2 separate regions of the Drosophila melanogaster genome follow, and region 2 is linked to region 1. Evidence: chromatin contacts called from public Hi-C data. All regions are on one chromosome and are shown on one strand. Each heading gives the region's core, a stretch centred on a gene start, on an enhancer-like site or on the middle of the called end of the contact. The rest is flanking DNA. Distances are from core to core; before and after follow the strand shown. Region 1 overlaps sgg (shaggy). Region 2 holds the start of lncRNA:CR45668 (long non-coding RNA:CR45668).

The links. Hi-C and Micro-C count contacts between places; a contact is called where the count stands out from the background.
Region 2: a contact with region 1 is called in a Hi-C map of the Kc167 cell line, with 2.5 times the contacts expected there. The contact joins the promoter of lncRNA:CR45668 here to the enhancer-like site in region 1. A contact is called at or near these places in 5 of 107 Hi-C or Micro-C datasets (the Kc167 cell line, the S2 cell line, embryo and 2 more).

The regions. Positions count from the first base shown.
Region 1 is chrX:2,648,611-2,655,081 of dm6, reverse strand. The region is part of intron 4 of sgg (shaggy); the gene reads right to left. Among named protein-coding and RNA genes, the nearest start is that of sgg, 18 kb to the right of the region's middle. Within about 2 kb of position 2,416, at least 32 of the 39 cell types and tissues checked have an H3K27ac peak or open chromatin away from gene starts, as enhancers often do. A contact at or near this core is called in the Kc167 cell line, the S2 cell line, embryo and 2 more, where this site is marked.
Region 2 is chrX:5,896,033-5,902,503 of dm6, reverse strand. It overlaps lncRNA:CR45668 (long non-coding RNA:CR45668), which reads left to right and starts at 2,515. Exons shown (of 3, transcript NR_123807.1): 1 at 2,515-3,449. Act5C (Actin 5C) reads right to left here and starts at 1,643. Exons shown (of 2, transcript NM_001297986.1): 1 at 1,491-1,643.

The DNA of each region.
Region 1 (6,471 bases), core at 1,167-3,666:
GCTCAACGTCCAAACTGGCTTCTCAAAATGCGATAATTTGTGGTAATAATAATACCTTGATTCTCGTCGTCTAGAACACATGTAAATATATATATTTTATATATATTCAGAAATCCTTCTATGTAAACGGAATGCATGTATAATGAAAACAATCAATATTTGTTGATTAGGCATCGGCGTATGCGTTTGCTCGTATCATTAGAACGGCAATTATATGATAATTGTTTAACCCACTTATATGACAACAAAGTGATAAAATGGAAACGAGGAAACTTGGAGAACAAAGTTTTTCGCTCTGACTTCGAAACGATGACTTTAAATATATACATTAAGAGCAATCCATTATCAATTGATTAGTAATTTCAGCTGAAAATCAATAATTGCAGCAAGAGATAACGGCCAAACAATGGAAACAAAAAAAAAAAAATAAATTGAACTCAAGGCGAGGAAATATAAAGAGAGCACTACTCACAAAGAACCCTGATGCAAACAAGAGCTAACAATTCTAGTATTCGATTCCATTCCAGAAAAGCTATATAGTAGATATAAGCTCTAAAAAAATGAGGAGCCCATATTATGTTGCTAGACTACCAAACAGTTTCAGAGAGCCACTCCACTCCATGAAACTATGACCAATCAAATAATAACGCTATTCGTGTCACTCATCCACTTAAAAACCCACTCCCTTCTACTTGAAATTCACTTTCGGTCCTTAGTCGTGCACTCAATACGATACGAACCAACAAAACCAAAGACCAACCAGGTGGGATGGTGGGTGGCTGGCCTGAATGTCAAGTTGTCGCCAAACCAAAGCACCGATTCTGGAGTGGCTTTGCTTCTGTTCTGGTGGGCGGGCGGAAGCAGGAGGAACTCGACTTATGCCAAAACCACACGTGCATGTCGCAATTCATGGCCCAATCTTATCAGCAAATAAAAAGTAGCAACAACAACGCTTCAGGCAAATTGCCTAATTAATCAAAAATAATATAAAACGCTTAGCCAAAAGTGAACTTTGGTCATGTGTGTGTTGTGCTAAGTACGTTTCCCTGTTAATTGGGAACGGGAAACAGAGTGAAATGGGACTGGGGGTTATTTATATTGAAGCACCTCGGATCATGTATCGCCTATCTATATGGCCCGTCGTTTTTAAGTATGCATATAGAACATATAGGAGTACATGATCGTGTACGAGAGTATATGAACTGGGAAAGTAGATTAACTTGCGATGATAAGCGGCAATCCACTCTAAAAACCTCACACCATACATATGTATATGCGAACGTATGCCAATCCCCAAAACCCCCTCGAAAAAAAACCCCTTCTTGTTGCCAAGTTCTTTGTTTTCGTTTTTACTGCACTTGATTATCATAATTACATGACAAAACAACAACAATGTTGGGTTGTTGCTTAATGTAAACAAATAAACAAGGCAGCGACGAGAAGAAGCATTTTCCACATTGATAAGAAATTACAAAATATTTTTGTTTATTTTTTGGAATTTATGGGAAAGTCACGACGACTGCGATTGTAAAAATAAAACGAAACACAATATGCATAAAAAACAAAAAACACAGTGAGTCAACTCATAAAGCGAAAGAGTGTTTGAATGTATTATGTTATGTTGCTTAACACAGTGATTTTTGTCGAAACAATTCTACTACTTCAAGTGGCCACTTAAATTGACATTGGCTTAGTCACTGCCCATTTTTACCCATTCAAAGACGACCGAAGGAAAAAAACCAAGACAAATTCAACGAGCGCTGACTAAATGTGGAGTTCCAAGTACTTGGGTTGTCCCCCAAATGCAAAAACTCGAGCCAAGAAACCTGAGAAACAAAACAAAGAAGAAAAAATATGCAAAAGTAAGCCAGCGAACTGCCTTCAACCCAGACTTTTAAAGACCCTTATAGCTATTAGTCAAGTAAAACAATAACAAAAAAAAAAAAAAAAAAAAAACTTATAACTTAATAATAATATTTGCAAGCCATCAATGAATTGCATCAGCCAATTCAATAAGCACGATCGTTAGGATAGTGAACTCAAAAATTCAGGTCACCATGAAATTTAGATTTTCGTCATTTTTCTCCCATTTTTCCCACAAAAATTACGCACAGTTTATCACAGAGAAAAGCGCTTGCACCGCATAAAGTTTACCAAAATGTTGGTTTATTTATAGACAATCTCTCCACTTTTTTTTGTTTTTATTTTTTGGCTCACACCCCCGCCCCCCTCGTTGAATAAGTGAACCATGTGTCATCCAACAGCAAAACAAAAAAAAAACAAAAGGCACACACACACAAAACCACAAAATATAAAAGAAAAATCGAATCATTAATGAGCTGAAAAAGCCGACAAATGCTCTCATGAGAAAAGGAACGACAGCTGCTCTCCCTCTCACGCAGTTGCAACCATCTCACTCCCACAGTCTAGCCCCTCTCGCTCCCACTTCAGCCCCACAATGACGCAATGCGTGGCAGCATTTACGTCAGGCGAATGCTGAAGTTTCTGCTTCTTTCTCGCCGCTTCCCCTGTTTCTTGATGAAACGCCTTTGTGTTGTTTTTGTTTTTGTTTCTGTTGCTTGTTTCTCGTTATGTTTCATTTTCATTGTGCTTCCCCGCATTATTGTTTAAAATCGAAAGCACAGAAGTTAGCCACATAACCCCTTACAAAGTTCGCCGACACACCGACTTCATGCGCTATGTACGTTTATGCAGTAAGGTTTCATGATTTCGTAAAAGCGCGAACTTAAATTGAAACAAAATGCGAGTATAGTGCATTGCATGAACGCAGTACTAGAGTAGAAAAGCAAGAAAACCAAATCAATATTATTCTGGGTATAGTAAATAAACTTTACCAAGATTCCACTCAAGTAGTTTTTTACACATCGTATCTGTTAGGTGGCGCAGACACTTGATGACTTGATGACACCAGACGGCAGGCGAGCCCAAAACTCTATATGGCGTGCGATAAGATTTCCCCACAGACAGACAAAATCCAACAGCGACAGCAAGACCCACTTTTCGCCCAAGGTGCTAGTGCACTGGAAGATCGATGCCAAGCAACTTGGGTCAAGTTGCGTCAGATTCGGTTCAGACCAGATGCCACCGGACCACCAGACCCACAAAAGTCTGGTCGAAATTTACTGCGAGTTACAAACGACATCGCAAATACTCGTAGACGACACTCGGGGGCGTTTGGGGAAGCACGTGATAAGTGATAAGCGGATTTTTTGATGGATTCACGCTAAGTGCTAGTCCCAATACTGTATGTTTATATTTGTCGTAGGTAAATTGCAAGGCGGAAAATGAATTCGGCGCATAAATAACGAAGTGCTAATTGCAAATCTCGACCCAGTGGAAAATTTGTGTGTCTTTCTTTTCTCTTTTTAATCGATAATTGGGAGTCGTGGAATAAAAGACTTCACCTCGAAGCCATTAAATTTCCATCCAATAATTCATCTAGTACTTCCCATCTCATGCCGTCTCTTTCTCGTCGAGCATGGGCCGCTAATTAAATTTGCACGCAAGCGAGCTGGAAGGAAAAGGACGGCGCTACGAGTACTAGAGATGTGCTAATTGTGCACGCTAATTGCGCCAAAAGATTCGCAACGAAACGCAGAAAATACGTTTGTGTCTGTCTGTCGGTCTATATATGCACACATATGTGAATCAAGAAGAGGAGGAACGTTTCGTGTTCCGTTTCACATTGTTGTGCAGCAGACTGGAAAGTTTTGGCGAGCGGCGAAAAATCTCAGTGTAATCGGTGGTTGAGGAGGGGAGGGGAGGGGGGGGGGGGCAGCCGATTTAGTTGGTCATGCGATAATTTCGTTAGACGCCACGCGCCGCTGATTAAACGTCCTTTTCTCCCCATTACCTGCCCACACAATTTGCATTAAAAATAGACAAAAGGCAAGTGATAATATTTGGCGTCTATTTTTGGATGCAAAACGTTCCTACTGTTGATCAATTAATTGACGCCAGGCAATGTGCTAAGTGGAATGGGCGAAACGAATCGGAATGGATCACGGACAGTCAAGGCCAAATGTGATTTAGCCTGAAACAGTGAAATTAAACCCGGAGGTGATAACCACAACGAAACAAATTAAGCGCAATAAAAACCAAATACAAATCCTTACAGTTGGGTAAATGCACAGTTTTTAGCTGGCTAAATTTCAAACGTTGCGTTGGCACAGCGGAATAGAACGCAGCCAAGGCCAGGCACGACCGTTAACCTGAAACAGCAAAATGAAACGAGGAATAAACGCAACAGATCAATTAAGGCAACTTAAACAGTTGGTAACTTTCTAAACGGCTCGTTGTTTGCTTTTTCTTCGCAGCCTTCGGTCAGCGGTCGATAATCGGCCTTGCCAATTGGGGGGCGGGAACGATGGTAAAGGGGCTGGTGGGCGGCGTAGTTGCGAACACCACACAACTGGTTTCAATGTGGCTTACTGGCCTCGCCACTCGCAAACCAAACAGCCAGCCCACCAACAAAAGAACAGCAAATGGCCAAAGCCAAATCTAAACCGCAAAGGTTAAAAGCGCATTCGATGCGATACAAGTACACCATATAATATATATATAATGTAATCTCACAACTTAAGTCATAGAAGTATAGACCTTTTTCCATTCCATTCACCTGCACAAATAAAATGTAAGGAGGAGCGGTGCGTCACAAAGGCAAATGCTTTTCCGCCATTTCCACATTCTCGCACAAATTAATTGCGTTTTTCGTGCTGCGCTACGAGTTTCCGCAAAAACGGGCACAATAAAGCCAAGCAAGCGGCATCGAGCAACCCCCCCTCCCCACCCTCCTCACGTTATTGACAATATTTTCGTTTAGAACTCAATTTAAAGATTAGTTTTAACTTGTCACTCGCTGTCAATCAATTCAATCGAAACCACCACCCGATGACAGTTACTGAACAAACGACGAGTGGATATCGACGAGTTAATTCCCGTCATACAGGAAGAGTAAGTCCTGAAGAAATCCACACAATGAACATGTTCCCAAGCTGTGTGCAGCTATTAAGTTGATTTTAGTGCCAGCATGATGGGGGGCACATTCTCCAATAGATTTGTATGCTCCCAACACAATCCCAGCAATCCAATCAACAGACAACACACATTTAATAGAATTGTGTGCAATAAAAAATAAGTTAATTAATTGAGCGAAAAAGCAATTTTCGAACGGAATAAAACGGAATGGAACAGCGCGTGCTGTGAAAACTGTTGTCGAAGTTTTATAACCCAAGTTGTCGGTCGCATCAAGTGGCTTCTTGGACAGCTTGCTTGTGTCCAACCCACATTGTTTACTGCCATATCGTTAACTTTATTTTTACCCGTCTTCCTTTCCCTTGCCTCATATTACCGATTCGAATACGTACCATCCCGTCCTGCCCTGTCATTATTATCGTAAGAATTACTTTATTGCAAATTGAAGTGAAAAACGTTAATTGATCGATAACAAGAATGCGACAACGTCAGCAGATTCTTGGTGCCCATGTGTGCTTCTTTATTGACAAATTGTTGTATCAAAACAATTGATTGATAAACAATTAATTCGCCTTAGGAATTATTATATTTTATGACCGGAAGTGCATTATGAAACGCACTCTATTCACATTTGCAATTTGTCATTAAGGTTGCACCGGTTTACGACGCCATGGGCCAGATTCCGCATGTTATTATGTATATTTTGTTCGTATTTGCAGTGGCGACAACATTTCTGGATACCAAAAATGCCAAAGCCGCGATTCACTTCCAAAAATGGGCGTGAGAAATCGACGGGGGGCCAGCCATATAATTCCGACTTTTAGTCGTTTCAAGCGCGTCATCGTAAACGTCATTATGCCATACATACAAAAACAACAAGCAAACAATGTAAATCGAGACGTGCAAATATTTATAAGAGGATCAAATCGACAAGCAACGCGTGGCTTCCAGTGAAACAAAGTCAACTGCCTGCAAGTGGGAGGCATATTGGAGGGAAATGAAAGATAAGAGGCGGTGACAGCCGCATTAAACCCGACTTTTTTTTGTAAGGATTTGGCAGTACTAAGAACTAAGCATATGATCTTGCATAAATTGGATGGGAAGAACAAGTGTGAAAGTACATAGTATGTATACACAAAGTGCGAAACAATACTATGTTTATTGATTTTGGCGGCACGTCATGCAGTTTTGGCCCCCGAAAAAAGTCTGACGAAAGCAAAGCTCCACAATTGAGAAGCTTTTTAATGTGAAAAGCTCCGAGTTAATTCTTCTTTGATTATTCATTCGTCCGCCTTGAACCATTGACACATTTAGGGCGTGGGTGGGTGGTGGATAAGGAGACGAAAGAGCGCCGGAAGAGAGCGTGAGAAAGTCGGGTTTAAGAGAGAAAAGTGATCCCCGCACTAAAGATACAAATTGCTGTCTTTGAAAATATAAAAGTGGCGGAGAGCGAGAGGGAAGACGGAGGCAATAGGC
Region 2 (6,471 bases), core at 1,266-3,765, 3.2 Mb before region 1:
CGTTTTTTTAGTACAAAATTTTAATCTTGGACAAAAAAAATTTCATAAAAAAATACTTTTCCGATTGAAAACTGATTTTCACTTGCGATCGAATTGTAATAAGAAATTAAAAGAACAGTTACAAAATAGAAGGCCCCGCCCCGAAAAATTAAAACCACAATACGAATATGCCGAAAAGGGAGGGGAGAAGCTTCTAGACGACACTTAACGAATGCCGGTGCAAAAGAAAGCCGCAAAGAGAGCACAGTTGCCTGTGTGTATGCGCCCTTAAAATGGCGGCTGCCTAAAACTCGAATTGGAACCCGAAATTAACATTACAAAATAAAAAAAAAAAAAAACACTAAACGCACTCTAGAAAATTTAACAATTAAGAGCCACGAAACTTTTCAAAGCTAGTTAAACTTTACCTTTTTGTTCGATTTAACAAATTCAAGGCGTGAAAACTACTGTAAACGCAAGTGGCGAGGCTGAGCTAAGCGACCGCACGGTTTGAAAGGAATGACTGGAATAAACCGACTGAAAGTGGCTGGTGAATGTTGAATGCCAGTTAACTGCGTTTTTCAATCGCTGCCTGCGTCGACGTCGCCATAGGCGTCGCTCGCTCTCGCCATCTCGCTCGCTCCGCGCCATGGTCGCTATGGGTGCGAAGGAGAGCGCTGGTGTGTTGAATTGCGGCGGCCAAGTTTTGTGACCATATATGGTCATGTTTCGAGGCGAAAAGCAAACCGTCGTCTGGCTTTCGCTCTCTCACACACACATACACTCTCTCTCGTTATTTTGCGCGTGAGTGTGTGTATATGAACGAATGCTCGAAGGTTTTCTCCATTTTTGCAACTACAACTTTGAAAAACCGGCAAAAATTTCTGCTTCAGCCAAAACGGCTGCCTACGTCACTATTTTCAAGAACCTGATCTAGTTTTACAGATTATAATATGCATATACTGTATGTATGTACATTTATGGATGATCTGGTGTTTTAGGGCGTGGGAAAAAAAGAAAGTGTTGGCGAATTGATTTGCAATTCGTAATTTGGCATATCTTTGGGTGAAATCGTGACACGCCCACATCAGCGAGCTTGGCTTTAAACACTATATTAGATCCTAACATTTGAGTTGGGGCTATTGAATTGCTTTGGTTTTTATAATTTCGTATAATTTGTATGTATATATCCTGAAATCTGCAGTTGTAATCCTGATTCTTGAGTTATGGTATTTGAAACCCTGGTTTTGTTAATTTTGATGTCTTTCGACCTATTGGTATTTTGATTGACAATTTAGGGCCAAACTTGGGTATTTTTGGAGTTTTGGTCAATACAATAACTCTTTAGCTCGTGGCTAGTATTTTTTGATCACTTTCAGCACTGGCACATAAAAAAATGTTTTGTTTACAAAAAAAATCACACATTTTCCGCGGCTTTTCTCGATTATTGCTTTTTCTTGGTGGGAGTGGTTCGATGGTGTTTTGTTGTTGGGAAGGGGAAAGCTACTTACATTTGGTGTGTTTTATTAAAATTAATTAAATAAATATAAATTAAGTCTTTCGGTTTGGTGTCTCTGGATTAGACGACTGCTGGCTGATGGAGCGGCTTTGTGTCGGGAGGAGTATCCACACAGCACAAGAACTCAAACGGTAGTGATATGAAAACTGGTCCCGCAGCCCGTTTTATAAAGCCCGCTTAGCGCTAAAACCTTATCAGCCGCAATGCTCTCCGCTCTCAAGTCGCGTTCAAAACTTTTACCATATATGGGTATGAATTGTTCGCCGATTGGGTTTTCATTTACGGAGAATTTCCTCCGCAACTGGGTGTTCGTGCTTGTGTGTGTCTTGTATATCGCCATGAAGAGTGTACTTCCATGGGTCCTATCAGTTGCGGCATGTGATTCAATTTGGGGGTTACTCATATTCGATACTTCAGCTGGTTATCTTTATGCTGTGATGGTCACGGTGCTTTTACACATTTTTTCCCCAACTACTCATTGTATGCCAAAACATACATATGTACATGTGTTTATAGTGGGTTTATTAGTAATGTCCAGCGATATTAAAACATTACAGTTAAATAATATTCATATTAGCTTACGTTTACTGCTATCTGCACTTCAAATTGGTTATTCCAGGGACATTTTGTGCAACACACATCTTCTAGTAGGGCATTCACTAGTCGTAGAAAACACACCTAACTTAAGCCGGTTTTAACAATAACGGCGAAACAGCTGCCAGACGAGAGAAAAGTACACAGCAAGAAGCATTTCTATAATGATGCCGTCCTAAATATGCAGCATTTTTGCTCAAATTGATCATTTCGTTGCATCGCTCAGGTGGTATAGTATTTGGCTATTGAATGTGATTGCTATCTTAATAGTTTTGAATAGTAATAGTGCAAATATTCATTCATAAAAAATAGGTAATCGATTTTTTCAGTGCAGTCTATGCGTTTGCGCAACAGAGACGAAGAGAGAGACGCCTCACACACAAGCACATGCGGTCTAAGCTGCTCTCCCTCTTTTTCTCTCTCTCTCTGGCTTGCGGCAGTTTTCCAGAGGCTGTGACTCAGTAAGCATTTCTTGTTGTTACCCTAACGATAAGCGTCCGATTCCTAATTCTCTTTCAAATAATTTGTTTTATTTTTTTTTTTGTGTGTTTTGAAGTCAAACAGCTTCATAAACAATATTAAATATCGCAATTGTTATTGCAAATGCATTCGTATCAGGCGCCTTGATGTTTTTCGCCAAAACTTCGTCTGCTCTTTGTCAGCGTAATTGCGTTTGCCGGTCGTGCCGTCTTGCTCGCACGCGGCTTGCAAACAAAAAGTGAAAGAGGGAAAGCCACCTGTGTTGTTGCTTTTGTTGCTATCGTTGGCTGCACACACATGGCAATAAGTAACCATATTGTAGACTTATTTATTTTAGCGTTTTCGTTGACTAATCTTTGTTTAAATAATTGCCTATTTCGAGCCAAAATGACGCATAAAAGGAAACGGCAACATGCGGTGCGTTGAGCATGCGTAAGCGAGATGGCGCTAGAGAGAGCGCAGCATAAAAAGAAAAAAACAACCGGCGAGTGGCGAGACACGAATAATACACACACGCACACATGGTCAAAGGAGTGGCTCCAACGTCGGTGACGTCGCGCCCAGCCACAGACCCCGCCACGCCCCGCCCCACCCTTCCTTCCGCTGCCCCGCACCCCTTTCCTTCCACTACCGTTTTGCCGCATTTGGTATTGCCATCTCGCTTTTTTGGCTTTACTTTGCTTTTTGAATAAGCCAAGAAACTGAAATCAAAGCGGACAGTCCGAAAATTGAATATTCCAAAAAACAACAATTGCACATGCACTGCGTTCGGCAAAAGACGCAGAAATTCAAGCCTTTTGGTCTGGCATCATCTTAAAATATCATCAGTATCATCATTGCCATTATAAATACATAAGAAAATGAGAATACATTAAAGGTATTTATTTTACAAACGCTTTACTTTATAAAAATACAACTATTATCGGAAAGCAATGCAAAATATGCCACTTAATTCCAGTTCTTTGTCATAGTCAACATATTTTGCAACAAAATTATCTATAGATAACATGTTTTTGTAGAAAATTCCACTAACTGATTTTCGTATAAATACAAATTATTCTCATTCTTCAAAATACTCGCCGACGTCATCGCGAAATTCCTCAGCATTCTTCGACAAATGAAGAGAGACAGCGAGTGACACAATCTTATCTTGCCGACGAGTCTTTGAAAATGGCCCCGGGTAACGGTGAAAAACATATAGCCAAGAATGGAGCGATCGCCAGGCGATGGAAATTGGCTTCAAATTGCTCCGAATATGGCCAGTTGGTCAGTTGGCATTGGATTGTGGAGAGATACTAGATCAGCTCGTTCTCCTTCTCCTCCGCATTCTCCTACTCCGCCCGAAGACGCTTCTTTGATCGCTTCTTTCTCGAATGTGTACATATTCATTATGTATTTGGTGTTTGGCGACGATCAGCCAGCTTTAATGGCCATAAAACGTGTCTTGGTTTGTGGGCCACATAACAGGCAGCGAGATCTGGAAAAATGATGTGACAGTGGAAATGAGAAGTAGGTGCATCTGCAAAGATTTGATTCAGAGTTGATGCCATTCATGGAAAGAGTCATTTATGAATATGATTTTTTTTTAGAAGTATCATTTGTGTTTTTAGAATATAGAATTCTATGGAACATTCTTTGGAACAAAATCATAACCTTTTTTTTGGCTCTATTTGCTTCTCTCAAGTTCGTTGCTCGATCGTTTGTTTTTTGTTTTTTTTTTTTTTTGGCAAGGCGATGAAAAAACTCGCAGAAATTTCCCCGGGCCAATGGCTTCGGTTTTCGGCACTTTTAACCTTGCGCCACTGAATTCAAGAAAAAAAAGCTGTTTTTGAAGGGAAACAGTTCGAAAAAGCGCTGGAATCCGACGGAGGGACGGCGGTGAGGGGTATCGAAACTAGAAATACTGAAATGGCCAAAAACAGCGCGTTGATGTTGACTTTGAGACCGCTATTAAGCGAAAAGCAACAACATTTAGCCATGATCAACGACCTTTCTCCAAAAGTACGTAACTCGTCACGTTTTCTACGCTCACACACGTCAAGCGAAGTAAATGAAATAAACAAGTTGAGCGACTTGGGCCAAAGCCATTGTCAAGGTCATTGAATGTGAAAATTTTCGTAAATTTTTCGCATTTCATTTGGTTTTCTTCCATTTCCATTATTTTTCGTGCACGCACCGCCAGGGTTGCCACCCCACCCCTTTTCGCGTTATTTTTATAACTATGTACATACATATGTATGTATGTTTGTTTCACATTTCAACAGCTGGCATTGCAGTTAACCGCTTTTGGCTATCTTCAAGTTGCAAATACATTTTCACTCCAGCGTTTTTGGCCATTTCGGCATCGCAACGCAATTGGAAAAATTAAATACAGCCATTAATTGCTTGTCTTAATTAGTTTGCGTGCACAAACACGTTGGAAAAGTGCGGTGGTGGAAGGAAGGGAGGGAGGTAGGTAGAGGGGATGTACGTAAGTTTTGATCGTGCGTTTGCAGTCGGGGGAGTTAAGCACCCGAAAACCAAGGCCATGGACGGTTAGTTTGGCTAAAAAGGCGAAAAAACGTTTGAAGAAATCTCGAAATCTCAGCCAAGAATTGAAGAACAGCACCACTCAAATTTTTAGCACCAAAAATCCAGTTCATATCTAATTATTAGTGTTTATTATCAAAACTCCATCAAGGATTCAAATGAACCTATTGAAACGGAGTGTAGCTAGTATATGTAAAGTTGCTAGTATTCTGGCCTCCACTGTGGCCATTAAAACATCTTTCGCTCCAAATGAAAATCCAGGTATGTATGTATATATAGCAGCACTCGGAGTTAATCGTGCTTGCTTTCGCGGGATCAGTCGTATACATAAATGCCAACACGAATTTATGTTAATGTAATAATGCTAAATCGCCAAATTCCATGGCGCTAATTGCTCCGTTAATTGCCCATCGCACTGCATTGCCGACATTGTTGCGCCTGTCGTGGGGGCGTAACTACGCCCACCTGTCTGCAAAAGTCGAAAAATGCGCAAGTAGCAGCAGACGCAGCGGTAAAGCGAAAGATATGAATATTTCGTTTTTGCCATTTTTGCGTGCTTTTCGCCAGATTTCACTCAATTTCAGTGGGTGGCTAGACTGCTGTGGCCATAACCAAACTATTGCTTATAATATTATTATTGTTATTAGTATAGAAATATCCAATGTACTATAACAGTATTCATTTTCATTTATATCACTCTTCAAAATAAATTACTGCTAATAAATATGGGCACGTGAACTTTCAGTGAACTGGTTAAATTGCATGAACTTTCCTGCCACAGTCAAACTTCTCGAACATGGACGATTGGTAAACGACATTTTGGAACTTTTCTTTAAATTTTATAAAAAATAAAATCATATATATTTCTCATTGTAGGTTAGGCGTGGCATGAATATGTAGGTAGGTGTCTTTAAGCCAAGTAACCAATGTAAGCAAGCCCAACTGTGAGTTCTGGGTAGCACATTATGGTTTATTTATAGTCCTCTGTGTCTCATGGCAATTGCTCAATAAAATAGTTGACTGTGGAGGGTTAAAAAAAAGTTTCATTGAGTCATTTAGTCGGGCCACCAGACAGACACACTGCACTGCACTCACACCCATTGAGTGCTATTATAGGGAGGCCAGTGGGAGCCAGCCTCTCAGACTGAAAGGTGCAAGACGTGCGCACAGCGGTGGCCACAAAAATAGTTCTCAATACCAATAGCCACTAGATTTCAGTTGAAGTATATATTGGCCTAATCGAGATGTAATATTACTATAGAAATGGGTTTTCTTTTTTGCAATCAATCGTGGGCACTATCGTTGTGAGCACAACTGTACCCACATAGCTCAGACTGGAAGACAGACCCCTCCGCATCTCTTCACCTGTC